Linked DNA regions of Mus musculus: regions 2, 3 and 4 are each linked to region 1. Evidence: chromatin contacts called from public HiChIP or PLAC-seq and Micro-C data. All regions are on one chromosome and are shown on one strand. Each heading gives the region's core, a stretch centred on a gene start, on an enhancer-like site or on the middle of the called end of the contact. The rest is flanking DNA. Distances are from core to core; before and after follow the strand shown. Region 1 holds the start of Pogk (pogo transposable element with KRAB domain). Region 2 overlaps Gpa33 (glycoprotein A33 (transmembrane)). Region 3 overlaps Gm4847 (predicted gene 4847). Region 4 holds the start of Mael (maelstrom spermatogenic transposon silencer).

What was found. A called contact is a pair of places that touch in the nucleus more often than the background predicts. HiChIP or PLAC-seq counts read pairs in DNA pulled down with a chosen protein or histone mark.
Region 2: a contact with region 1 is called in an H3K27ac HiChIP or PLAC-seq map of embryonic stem cells, with 3 times the contacts expected there. The contact joins the enhancer-like site here to the promoter of Pogk in region 1. A contact is called at or near these places in 3 of 39 promoter capture datasets (the 3T3-L1 cell line, frontonasal cranial neural crest and stem cell-derived epiblast-like cells), 3 of 484 Hi-C or Micro-C datasets (all in embryonic stem cells), 6 of 115 datasets of contacts at active chromatin or transcription factors (craniofacial prominence, embryonic forebrain, embryonic stem cells and 3 more) and 2 of 9 other capture datasets (embryonic stem cells and liver).
Region 3: a contact with region 1 is called in an H3K4me3 HiChIP or PLAC-seq map of bone marrow-derived macrophages, with 3 times the contacts expected there. The contact joins the enhancer-like site here to the promoter of Pogk in region 1. A contact is called at or near these places in 4 of 39 promoter capture datasets (the HPC-7 cell line, cranial neural crest, embryonic stem cells and 1 more), 1 of 484 Hi-C or Micro-C datasets (bone marrow-derived macrophages) and 2 of 115 datasets of contacts at active chromatin or transcription factors (both in bone marrow-derived macrophages).
Region 4: a contact with region 1 is called in a Micro-C map of embryonic stem cells, with 4 times the contacts expected there. The contact joins the promoter of Mael here to the promoter of Pogk in region 1. A contact is called at or near these places in 12 of 39 promoter capture datasets (the 3T3-L1 cell line, 3T3-L1-derived adipocytes, cranial neural crest and 6 more), 3 of 484 Hi-C or Micro-C datasets (all in embryonic stem cells) and 3 of 9 other capture datasets (adipose tissue, liver and pancreatic islet).

What each region holds. Positions count from the first base shown.
Region 1 is chr1:166,408,115-166,411,326 of GRCm38.p6, reverse strand. It overlaps Pogk (pogo transposable element with KRAB domain), which reads left to right and starts at 1,499. Exons shown (of 6, transcript NM_175170.4): 1 at 1,499-1,620; 2 at 1,996-2,329; 3 at 2,795-2,928. The coding sequence starts at 2,311.
Region 2 is chr1:166,153,236-166,156,447 of GRCm38.p6, reverse strand. All of the region lies in intron 3 of Gpa33 (glycoprotein A33 (transmembrane)), which reads right to left. Among named protein-coding and RNA genes, the nearest start is that of Gpa33, 25 kb to the right of the region's middle. Within about 2 kb of position 1,722, at least 34 of the 459 cell types and tissues checked have an H3K27ac peak or open chromatin away from gene starts, as enhancers often do. A contact at or near this core is called in embryonic stem cells, where this site is marked.
Region 3 is chr1:166,630,261-166,633,472 of GRCm38.p6, reverse strand. It overlaps Gm4847 (predicted gene 4847), which reads left to right. Exons shown (of 9, transcript NM_001164312.1): 8 at 738-813; 9 at 2,947-3,212. Among named protein-coding and RNA genes, the nearest start is that of Gm4847, 16 kb to the left of the region's middle. Within about 2 kb of position 1,487, at least 5 of the 459 cell types and tissues checked have an H3K27ac peak or open chromatin away from gene starts, as enhancers often do. A contact at or near this core is called in bone marrow-derived macrophages, where this site is marked.
Region 4 is chr1:166,237,125-166,240,336 of GRCm38.p6, reverse strand. Mael (maelstrom spermatogenic transposon silencer) reads left to right here and starts at 1,593. Exons shown (of 12, transcript NM_175296.4): 1 at 1,593-1,802; 2 at 1,982-2,074. The coding sequence starts at 1,671.

The sequences.
Region 1 (3,212 bases), core at 250-2,749:
TTCTTACTTCGGAACACATGTTCACCTTTGAGAGAAGGTGTCAACAATGGCCCAGCACCCTCTGCTCTCTTCCTGACAACCTTCTCACTTTTGCAATGGAAACTGCCATTTCCCTCAGCAAAGTTAAAAATGAGAATATCAATTAATTTAAGCCACCATTCCTGATTCTTAAAAAAATAAATAAATATATACATCAAAAGAGCTATCCATTAAAACAACAAAGGAATCCTAACCTTCTCTTTCAATATATCAATAATCTCTGTGCAGTGATTAAGCCATCATTGCTCTTTGCTCTTGTCAGCCATAACAACATTTCAAGAGTGAGTCTTCTGTGTCGTACTATATGTATTAAAAAGCACAGCTCATCTATGCCTTGGCATTTGTGCTTACACACACATTAGTGAACAGAAGCAATAAGTTTAAAGTAAAATGTTTAACAACAGCTTCTCCTGGGGGCTGTAAAGGCAGCTCGGGTGTTAAGTGCACTGCTCTTGAAGAGGATCAGAGCTTAGTTTCCAGCACCCCGATCAGGCAGCTCACAGCTACCTGTAACTCCAACACAGTGGTATCCCATGACTCTAGCCTTCAGGCATAAGCACATACCCATGCACATATTACTTAAAATAATATTTTGATTTTTAAAAACGATTCTTTTCTTAACCACAGGCTCTTGAACCCTCTCCTGAGCTGCCTCTGCTGCCGTGCTCCCCACCCCCACCTCTGCTTGCCCAGCCTTATTTAAGCAAGAATCCTAAGTCAGTTTAGCACATTTGTTATCTGATCACCCTGGTCTGCTTTCAACCAGAATCCAGTTTAGTGGGTTTAGCAAGAATCCCTCAATCTTTGATAATTCCTCTTAGTAATTATCCACACTCTTGACATCCACACCCCTTCCTCTCCTTGGCTATAAATCACCAACCCCCAAGTTGAACTCAATCTTTTAGTATTTTCAATAAGTATGAAGTGTGTGTGTGTGTGTGTGTGTGTGTGTGTGTGTGTGTGTGTGTGTGTGTGGTGTTTGTTTAAACAAGGTCCAAACAGATCTCCGACTGTAGAATCTTTTTCTGAAATAAGAAGATTTTCGAGGTCTCCTGGAACATGGTTGCTATATTCTCCACAGAGCTGTGGGCAAACAACTCGAAAAAACTTCTTCACACCTACTACGCCCAGGAAACTACATGCTTGGGAGTTAAAGGGCAATACTACAAAAATCTTCAAGTTCGCTTCTTGGTATGCTTGGATCAGCGTTCTGGACAGAACAAGAACGATGAGCCCGGTCACCCCTCCGCGCACAGAGCATTTCTGGATGCCTGAGCGGAAAGGCTGCGGTGTTCCTCCGAGCAAATGCCCACCTCGGCGGCCGCAAGTGAGCCAGCCACCGGGCTAACGCGGCTCGAAGCACCGAGGTCGCCGGAAGCGCCGCCGAGACCTGCTGACGTCACCGCCCCTAGCCCGCCCCTAACACCCTGGGCTCCGCCCACCCCTCCCCTCCCACCACGTGTCCTCGCTCCCTCCCGAGGGGCCGCGCTGGGGCGGCGGGAGCGGTGGAGACGATGGCGCGGTGAATGCCGGGCCACAGCCTTCGTCGCCCTTTGCGGCGACGCCGCCCGCTCGGCCGGGGTGAGTGCGCGCGGGCTGCGGGATCCGGGCGGCTCGTCCTCGAGGCCGGCGGAGGAGGCTGGGCCACGGTGGGGCGGGGGCCGCCGGTGGCAGTGTCGCCTCCGCCGCCGCCTTTGTTGCGGGCCGGCCGGGGAGGTAGGCGGCGTGGGCTGTCGCCGCCCCGCAGGTGGACCGAGGACCTTAGTGGTGGGCGGGGGTGGCGGGAGAGGGTTGGACAAGATGGCTGGAGCGGGCAAGGGCGGCGGCGAGCACCTTCGTGCCGGCCCCTCCCACCACCCGCCCCGCAGCTGGGCACAGGCCGCGGCCAAGTTCAGGTCCCGGGACTCCTGTGACCTCACGAGTGTTCCTACCTCCCCATGCCTCCACCCACCCCAGAAACATTGAAGAAGCTGACTCTGAACTCCGGGAAGATCCTTGCTTGGGAAGTCCCGGGAAATGGAGCTCACAGATGCACACTCTCTGCATACCCAGCAGCTGCCCGCAGTCTCTTCTGGGGAACCTCTTTGTACCAGCCTGAGGAGGCTTCGAATAGAGAGGATTTGCGACCCAGAGGCGAGGAGAAGTCCAGCCAGGTTTGGGTTGGCCTCTGCCACCCAGGCACGCCCCTCTCTGCATCATGGACTTGGCTTTGGGAGGTCCTTTGAGGCAGAAAAACTGTTAAGTTTCTGAAGTAGCTTGTGGACAGCGCCTATGAATCTGGAAAACCCAGGTGATAACTATTTTGGGCTAACTATTTAAATTTCCTATCTAGGCTGAGATACTTTGATGTGGTAGCAAATCAGCACCGCCCTCCTCTGGTCCTGATTCCGTGCTCAAACAGTCCTGGCAGTGGGAACTTCTGCCCATCACTGAGCTGTTTGAAACCTCTTCCCGGGATATTTACCCACTGTTCTAAGTTCTGCCCTTCTGCACAGAGGCTCTGTGAAAACTACTCTGGTCTCCGTGCCACAGGGGGCTCTTTAAATATTTGAAGTTAGCCAGATAAATTATCTGCCCTCAGCCTCTGTAATAATTAAATAAGCCAGCCACCTTTCTGAACCCCTTCCTTCCAGCTGGAAGCAGACAGTGCTTTGACCTAAACAGGTTTGTGTGTGTGTGTGTGTGTGTGCCTGAGCCGCCCTCTCACAGACTAGTTCCCACTGACACCTGATTGTCTGCTAACTCTTGAATGCAGAAATGGAGTCCCGGGCCTACCCTCTGAATTTGACCCTGAAAGAAGAGCAAAAGGAGGAAGAGGTTGAGATCCAAGAGTTGGAGGATGGCCCCATAGATATGCAGAAAGTACAAATCTGCTCAGAAGGCGCATGGGTAAGTAAAGTGTGAGCAGTCCAGCCTGAGAGCCAGGCTTGCTTTGGGGGTCTTCCTCCCGGAGCAGACATGGAAGTAAGAATAGCCCAGTCTCCTGTGTTTACATTCCTGAGAAAACAGCCTGGTGGCTTCAGAAGACAAATAATGGAGGAGGTGGTTAGAGGACAGGACTTCCGGCAGCAAGGCTGATTACAGGTCTCAGAAACTTGTCACTCTTTCAGTACCTGTTTCCCCTGTGCCTGACAATAGCACCATACGTATTACAGGCACCAAATTCATGGAAG
Region 2 (3,212 bases), core at 473-2,972, 260 kb after region 1:
ACAGCTCCTCCCTCCCTTCTGGTTTTAATAATGCCTTGGAACCATAGGGCAGGCAGGTTGTGGGCTGACGCCAGCCTGGGTTCCTCACCCTAGGCTAGACGATCTCTGTATCCCTCTGCTTCTTGGGACTGTTCTCTGTGGATCCACCATTGCCCTCTCCCCTACTTTGCATTTTATTTTTATTTATTTTATTAATTTATTTGTAATTTATAATTTATTTATAATATATTTGTTTACAATATTTATTTATAATTTATAGTTAATTTTCTTTTATTATTTATTTTATTAAAAATGCAATCAACGGGACCCCAGGTAGTGCAGAGCTTCCCCACTGGGTGAAGAATGTGACTGAAGACATGGGAGTGGGCAGAGGTGACCAAGGAATACCAAAGGCAGGGGTTTATAAATCCCAGCAGCCACTGCAAAGCATCCGCACTAGCTTCTTGAGACTCCAAGCCTGTGACTTTTCCTCAACCTTGTCAATGTCACGTTGGGTGGAGTGGGTGGCTCTGTAGACGTTATTAGGTTCTGCCTAACAGTTCTGGGTACTATGGTGGCACTCTGAGTCAGTCAAGGAATCTAGTGGGGGTACAGAAGACAACGAAACAATGGCAGAGCAGGAGATGGGACTTCTGGGCCAGAGAACCATGACCCAATGCATAATTCTGGGCTGTGGCCTGAAGGTCACCATGGTGAAGGAGGTGACAGGAATTAGAGCAGAGACAAGCATGCCGAACAGAGGAACAACATGTGCAAAGGCTCAGAGGCAAGAAGCAGGAAGAATCCATGAGACTCCAGGAAGCATCGTTAGGGGCGAGGAAGGGAGAGCACTTGGTGGAGGAAGTTGTCTCTGAGGTCCTCCGACCCTTCTACCTTTGTCACATGCCATTTTGGATGGCTTGCATGCCCAGTTCAGGCACATGGTCACCCATCTTGAGGGTTAATGCCAGTCTTAACCCACCTGGAAGTTGTCAGAGGAATTGTCCCCGACTCCTCTCTTCCACTCCAGCAGCTGCATAATTTCTTCTTGGAAATAAGCAGGCTATTATTAAGAGTGCCTTGCATCTGCTGACACAGCTGGGCCAGCCAGGTATGGGGCGGATGGTAACCACCAACCACGGGGACACATTAGAGGCACTCCCGAATCGCCAAACAAAACCCTAGCTCCTGAGGATCAAAGGCCAGCCTGCAGGAGCAGGTGAGCAGAACACCTGCCAGAGGTTGGCTACTTAGGCTCCTGCAGCATCCTGCCCGCCCGCCCGGGAGTTAGCAGACCTGAGACTGGCGGTGAAGGGGAGGCGAACCTACCCTCTGAGCATTCCTTCCTGCTGTGGTTCTCTCTCCCTCCTGGGCCGCACACCAGAACCTTGCAGGGCCCTTACCTAGCCAACCTCACTCTCAGGCATGCCTTTAGCAGGAGGCGCAGCGGCAAACTCCCATACACTCATTAGACTAAGTGGTGGAATAGCAGAGGGACACCACCCACCCCCCAAGCTAGTTTTTGGTTGGTTGGTTGGTTGGTTGGTTGGTTGGTTGGTTGGTTGGTCGGGGCGGGGTGGAGTTGTCGGATACAGACAGAAGTGGGAAGGAAAGTGCCAGAGACCAACTGCTGAGGCGTAAAAGGCAAAGGCGCCTGTTTGGAAAACTAGCACCTGCTTCATCCACTCCTTGGGTGTGGTCTGAACAGGAACTCCAGAAACTGCCCGCCAGGGTGATGGCCAGCAAGAGAGATATGCTTTCAAGAGGACTGAGTCGAGATCTTTCGCTCCAGGCCCTTGACCACAGGCTCTAAACTTCCTGCGGGCCCTGTGCCAGGCACACCCGGGCCCTCTCTCTCCAGATCTTCAGCGCCCCAATCACAAACAGCCGGGATCTCGAGTTAGATCTAGTTTAAAGAGCCCGCGGGCGGGAGCCAAGAGGACTGGCGAGGGAGCAGAAACTCACAAGGGAGAGGGTCTTGTTCTCACGTGGCCTGTTTTACAAACAGAAGGTTACCTGAGTAATTACTGAGGGAGAGGCCATGGAGGGTGGGAGGGGATGTGTTAGGCTTCAAAGCCTCTCAGATGCCGTCTGTTCCCTTTGAAGACGTCAGGGGGCGCCAGAGGCCAGGACAAGGATTTAACACCTGCCGCACAGGCTGCTGAGTCTTCTGACTTAGGGGCTTCCTGCAGGTGAGCTAGACAAGGCTAGCTCCCCGGGGCTAAGGTCGGAGTTTCCTGCTAGCCTCCCCAGAATGAGCCGCCCCGTATAATTAAAGTCATTCTCTTGTAAAAATTATCTAGTTATATAGACACCGAGAAAGAAAACTTTTCACAAAGAATATTGCTGGGTTTATTAACATGTAATTTTTTTTAAAGCAAGAGGTTAGTTTCAACGAATTCCATACTCTCATATTAAACGTGTAGCCTTAACTCTTCGGGTTAATCTGATTGTCTTTAAAAGTAGGTGGTCCTTGATGTACGGGCCGGAGTTTGGTTGGAGGACCAGCAGAATCAGGTTTCAGATTTACACCGATTCTTGCCATTTGTTTGAAATCCTCTGTCAAAAAAGGCAGGCCAGGTATTTAAAGAACCCAAATGTTATACAAGTCTGTGTATATATAATCCTCATATGTATATATAACTTATGATTTTTATTCATACCTCTACACAAAGTGAGATAAAGGGGTATATTGTAGTATTGCTTGTTCAAACAAGAGCTAAAAAAAAGCGTTGAAACCTGAGGTGTTCACGGTGCGCTGTCAAGAAGCAACTTGCTAAGTGCTTTATAATATCTCACGTCTTCACAGGAAAGAGCAAAGTGTCTGAGTGTGTGGTGTGCGTTGGGAGAACGCCGGGCGAAGTCTAAGACGCCTGCCTGCATTACCACTGGTTGCCACATGGTGGCGGGGTGGAAGAGGTCTTGCCTATTCTTTAGGCAGCATTAGTTGATAACCGCAGTGTAGTCTGACACGCTATAAGGCTTTCTATGAGTCCAACAACTACCACATACAATTTAAAAGAGCTTCTGCCAAGTAGTGTAAAGGAAAAAGAGGAAAAAGGATCCTCTGTTTTGATGCACAGAGATGCTACCTCCCAGAAGTGGGGCCTTGCTCACACTGCACATAGACTAGATTCTCATTAAAGCAATCCCAGTAACTGGTTTGAGGCAATTACTTCCTGTGGGCCTCACCTACTCAGAAATTAAAGCAGATGAGTTTCCTCGCCTCTCCA
Region 3 (3,212 bases), core at 238-2,737, 220 kb before region 1:
CACATTTGTGTGTGAAACTGTATTTTGAAACATCTGAGGACAATTGTGTGTAGGTCATATTTTTGCAGATACTCACACCATGTGGCACCTGGAGAAGCAACAAGGCAAACAGTTTATAAGTATCATGTCTGCTACACTCTGTCTTGTCTCTCTAGCATAATTTAACATTCTGTTTGTTGTATCTTCTTTGTCTGTGGCACATTCATACATGCAGAATTTCTGTGTGCAATTACTTGATCTCCTTTCAAAATGTAGTTGTCAAAGTGCAGGGTGCTCTTCCATCAGTATGTACTTTCAGAAAGCACAATAAAAACTAAGAGATCTTCTCTTAACTCAACACACAGAAAAAATGCATTTGGGATGTAAGCTCAATGCTAGGCAATGTTCTTATACATGAGACCTTGAGTCACGTCCCAGGTTAGGTTAAGGATCTTTGAAAGACAATAAAAAACACCTCAAAGGCATTCATAGTATTCAGGGATGTTGAGTGTACATTTAAACTAAGAAAAGTTTAAACACTTTTTATCTTAAAGGAAAGCTAGGTAACGTAAGTGACATCCTGGGCATGACGGTGTAAAAGAAATTCTCTTCCTTTGGAGCTCCTTAAACATGAGGTTTTGATTATTAATTTTATAGAGGTCTGACAATTTCATTCTATTTCAAAACCTTTATTTTTGTTTATGTGTGTACCTTGGTCCTCCTGTCAACCTTTCAATGTTTATATATTGTTTTCTCAGGAATAAAAAAGTTGCCCTCAAGGAGAGCCATGATAGCCGACATCAACAGAAAGAATCATCAAATAATGGCCAAAGGGTAAGGAGCCTACTTTTCTGTTAAAGTAAATGAAACATGTTCAGAGGGGGATATTTGATTTTACTCTTTATATAGTTTGCAACTAAATGAGCCCTAATATGATAATTTTAGTTCAGTGACATCATTTTTCACATGGAGCTGACTGTGGAACCTAAATCTGACATTATGAGTTAAATAACCACAGAACACCAAGTCTACATGATGAGTAGAAGGTAAACTCACTGTGGAAATAAGAATAGAGTTTTTTTAAAACCTTAACTTGTACCTACCAGATATACCACTTCTCAGCATTTACCCAAAAACTCCAGGCATCACAGAGTCAAACTGGACATTAGCATGTATTGCAATCCCTAGTCACAGTAGCTAGGTTAGAGACAAGATGTAGGCATCCACGGAAATAGAGTTAAAATGTGTATTTTGTTCACAATGGAGTTTTTAGTCCTAAACAAGAATAAGGTATGCCACTTGCAAGAGTATAGATATAAATGAAAAGGGTAGTTGTATTGTATTTTTCCCTCATTTGTTGTCCCAGACAGTACAGATACATAAAATCATATGTGTTGGTGACATGGAAATAGGAACAAAACAATCTGTGTAACTAAAGGGAACAATGGCGTGAGAGAGGAAGTGTAGGGAAGTCAGGGGTCATAAGCTTAAAATAGATCATATACTTGCATGAACGTTCTCTTAGGTAACCCTGGGTAATGTTTTAAAATTTTAAAAACAGAACAAAGAAGGGTGCATCATACCCAGAAAATAGCATCCTGCAGCCCTTCTCTTCCTCTTCTGGCAGATCTGGTTTATCTTCTGGTCCTCCTTGGTATTTCCTAAGCCTTAAAGTGTGTGATACAAATACCCTGCTTAGGGTTGAGTGCTTATCCATTGCCTGTTCTCAGACCCACAAGTCATGAACTCACCACCACCCATTACAAAGAGAAACTGTGGATTAAGGCTGAGAGTAGCAATATTTGTGTAAGAGTATAAACACAAATATCTAGAAAGCAATTTGGAGTCACACAAGTTTAACTACACACTAGTAAATACTCTCCTATGGCCTTGAAACTCTTCACTCATGGAGTTATGGCTGAGTGTCTAGGATGAGGCATGCATTTCCTCCTGTGGAGCAGGCCTCAGATCCAATCAGAGGGTGGTGGTTGCTCACATATCATTCTTGCTGCTGTGGTACCAGTGACCAAGGCTTGCCTGGCAGATTGGAATTGCCTTTCACTAAGGTTCACAGCTGGGTAAGATCAATGATGACCACTCCTCCCCTGCATCCATGAATTTGGTGATAAGAGCCATACTGCTGCCTTACTTAGCCTGCATACATTTATTTCTCCCTCACTTGGCTACTTTCATTCACTCTTTTTATGTTTATCTTAAATAATACAAATTTATCTCCTCTCAACATTGTGAAAAGTTTTTATTTATTTATTTATTTTAAGTCAAGGCACTGTCTATTTGTGTTTCTTTTACCCAGGGATAATTTGACAAGGTGGTCTCTTGTTTGGCATATTTTTTTTTTTTGAGATGGGGCTTCATTTCGTAGCCTAAGCTAGCTTTGAACTCATTTCATAGCCCAGGCTGACCTTGAACTTATTGTAATTCTCTTTCCTTGGCCTCCTGAGTACTGGGACTAGTAGGTGTCTTGAAGAGGGGCCTTTTATTCTCAGGTATTTACAATTTACAAAATTAGTAACATGTTTACATACCAATAACCAAAAGGAATAATTGTATACAGAATTAGTATCTAGAGAAGATAGTTTATGTAGATTGGAATCAAGAAGTAAGCAATGGAGTTTCATATACTACGGCTTATATGTACTCCTTGGTAGTTTAATTCACATGATGGATCTGGATTCTGAATGTATAAGGGAAATCCAGATGTAAGATGTCATTCCTTTTTATATATTTTTGTCACTCTTCTGAGTATGTGGGAACTTTAAAACCCTCAGAGATTCACAACATGTGTTGAGAGACCATATTGTGCCTAAGGGAGTTGAAGAAAGTTTATTAAATTAAGATTTGACACGTGTAAAACAGCAAAGAAGCAAATAAAAGAAAATTGTACTGGAAACCCAGGGATGACAGGACTGAAGTCTGATGTTTGTTGTGTTTCCATCCCCACTCCAGCTCTAAGAAAATTCTCCAAGACCATCGCCGAGTAACATTCGTCGACTACATGGACGAAATTGCTTCTGAGATAGGTGTCAAACCCAACCTGCTCTCTCTCCTCCTCTGGGATACAAAACTGGCTAAGGAAGTGTTCTGTGGTCCTTGCACTTCCTACCAGTACCGTCTACAGGGCCCAGGGAAATGGGATGGGGCTCGGGCAGCCATCCTCACTCAGAGAGAAAGGATGCTCAAACCCCTGAGAACCCGTGTGGTCAAACAATCTC
Region 4 (3,212 bases), core at 344-2,843, 170 kb after region 1:
ATCCACTCGGGGGCCACAGTAATTGCTAGCACTGAGCAATCAATTATTCATTCATAAACATTCATTCTCATACTCTCCAGGAAAGCTTTATCATTTCTCTGGCGCCTGGCCCATATAGGTAACAACTTTGCCAGTTTCTCACTGGTATGTTTTGGGTCATGGTCCTGCCCACGTCAACAAAAGCACATTCTTTCGGGACGCTACTCACTCAGAACTTCCTCTGATCCCTAAAGGAAGCACCACAAAAACAATCCATTATCTACTAAGACAGAAAAACGTTTTTAAAGTGTCAGCAACACTTCAAGTGTCAGCGACGATTCATGATCAAGAAGAGTGTATACTATAAATGTTGACTGGTTCAATACCAGAAAAATTTAGCAACATTACTAGCAAACAATTAAAACTGAGGTCATTGCTAGGCTGGGACTCCTGTTCAGTCTCTTCACAAGCTGGAAAACCCTGTTTATTCCCCTTCCACCAACTCCACCTACAAAGAAAAAACACCTCACTACTCAGTGTTCCAGCAACCCACCCATGAGTGCCTGCTCAGGGGCTCACTTTTTGACCATGTAAGGGCAAATACCAGCTCCTAACTCACATGTCATCACCCCATGCCCAAGACCCATTAAAAAACCAACCAACCAAACAAACAAAAAAACTAACCCTTGTTTTTGCCTGGATATGTGACCTTGCTGACCTTGACCTGTGAAATCCGATGAACCCACCAGAGAGCTGCCTCCAAATAAACCTGCCATTATCTACTTTTAATCTGGTCTAATCTGGCTGATTATCTGTCAGTGACAGAGAGAAAAGATGATCAAGTTATCTGAAAAGATAAAAATTTTAAATGAATTTTCAACTCTACTTATACACAAATTAAGTAACTCGAATACACAAAGGAATGTAGTTGGGAAGTGCAATGAGAAAACCCAGGCAAGATCAAGCAGCACAGTTTGAACCAGTATGAGAACTCACTATTACTAAATACACAGGCTCAACCTTGAGTCAGCAGTAACCAAGTAGATGAGAAAAGCATTTCACAATAACTTCGAAAAATGATACCTACTAATAAAACTGACCCCTCCCCAAATTACCCAGACCTTATAAGAAAGCCTATAAAACTTTATTCATGGATGTTTTGTGAAACAGAAGTTTTCAAATATGTTGTGGTTGTTGTTGTTGTTTGTCGTCGTCTTGAAAACACCCTCCTGTCCCCACCTTTTCCCTCTCAGTGCTTTACACAAGCTCGCTAGTTCGGGAATGTGAAACACCCAGGAACCGAAAGCACCTGCGAGTCCTCTTCCTACTAACGGGGTACATCAAGCAACAATGTACAGGGAAAAAATAATAATAAAAGTACCAGGCCTACCACGTGACAATCCCCGCCTACCGGGCAAGCGAGTCAGCCAATCACAGTGCTCTCCCCACCTGCGCCTCGCTCCTCCTCCCTCCCGCCCCCTCCGCCCCCTCACGCACGAGGTGGAATCCAGTTTCAGGCTGTTTTCACCCCCACAGCAGGGGGCCCAATGCGGCTGCGCGCTGCACCCTGATTGGCCAAGTGCCGGGCTGAAGCGCGCGCAGGCTCCGAGCTCGGTTACTAAGGGCGGGAGCCCGGCAAGGGCGCCGGCTGCTTGCTGCGTCTCTGGAGGGCGTCGAGGCCCGACGACGCCATGCCCAACCGCAGGGCCAGCCGCAATGCCTACTATTTCTTCGTACAGGAGAAGATTCCCGAACTGCGCCGGCGAGGCCTGCCGGTGGCCCGCGTGGCAGACGCCATCCCCTACTGCTCGGCCGACTGGGCGGTGAGGCAGCGGGCAGTTGGGCAGCGGGGAGGGCGCGGTGGGAACCCAGCCTGGGGGGAGCCCGTGGAGGGGACACAGCCCAAGGGCAGGACCAACCGACAGAACCTTCCAGAACCGGGGTGTGGATCGGACGCCTCACCCTCACAGCTCGCCTCTCTTGTATCCCTCTTCTCCCCAAGCTCTTGAGGGAGGATGAGAAGGAGAAATACTCAGAAATGGCTCGAGAGTGGAGAGCAGCCCAGGGAAAGGATTCTGGGCCTTCAGAGAAGCAGGTAAGGGCAGCCACCTCTCGCCCGCCCACCCTTGGACTCCAGCCACGGTGGAGCCCGAGGAACCTTCGGGAAGTTTCCAGATAGTGCAGAAGCCCCAGGGGAAAGGCAGGTTTGGGGTTGGGGGTCAGGGTTTGCACTAAACGGCTCCCCGACTGCCTTTCAGTTCTTACCGGTTAGACAGCTGTAATAATAATTTTTAAAAAGCGTAGGCTTTTATTTAAATGGTTCCTAGAAACAAGCTTGTTAACAGTTCTTTAAATATTGTAATAACAAGACGTGAAGACCTGGGTTAACATTTGTAGATCCTACAGAACCCCCCCCCCCCCCAAATAGTTAAGCAAATTCCAGAGTATTGGGATAGTAGACTACTAAGTCAGTATCTACAAGGTCAATAAAGAAGTCTTTTTCTTCTCCCTTATGCTGCTTTTCTGTTTGTACATACCGAAATTTCATTCTTAAATTTGTGACATTGGATTGAAATTCAAAATTGTGGCAAGTTATTTGTAAATATGGTAGGTAGATTTACATTTTAAGTTGATGTCTTAAGTCAGGTGGATTTTTGAGGATCTGTGCTTGTGAGCTTTGATTGCTCTTATCAGATTTTTCTATAAAACATATCTCCTTAAGGGACTAGTGATGGCTCACTGGCTAAAAGCTCTGGCTACTCTTCCAAAAGTTCCAGATTTGAGTCGGTGCACCCACATGGTGACTCACAGCCATCTGTAACTCCAGTTCCCAAGGGTTCTGATGCCCTCCTCTGGCTTCCACTGGTGCTGCGCACACACACGTGACACACATACATGCAGCCAAGCACACACACGGGGGGGGGGGGGGGGGGGAATGAAAATTTGAAGAAAAAATTCTCCACAAAACTTAAGTATATTGTACGTGCTTGAGTTGTGATAGTTGGAGGCACAACCTTTTGTAATTTTCACTTTTAAATGAAAACCACAAATAACATTATAGACTTTAGGATTTTGTTCTGTTTTCTTTAAATACTCTTATTCTGCACACCAGCCTGGCGTTTAGTAGGTAGTGACTCGGGGAAGTAAGATGATAGAGAGTGCGCAAATGGCTTTCAGCTATAGCTACTTATACTCGCCTTCCCATAGAGTGCTGTGGTTGGCTGGTATTTACT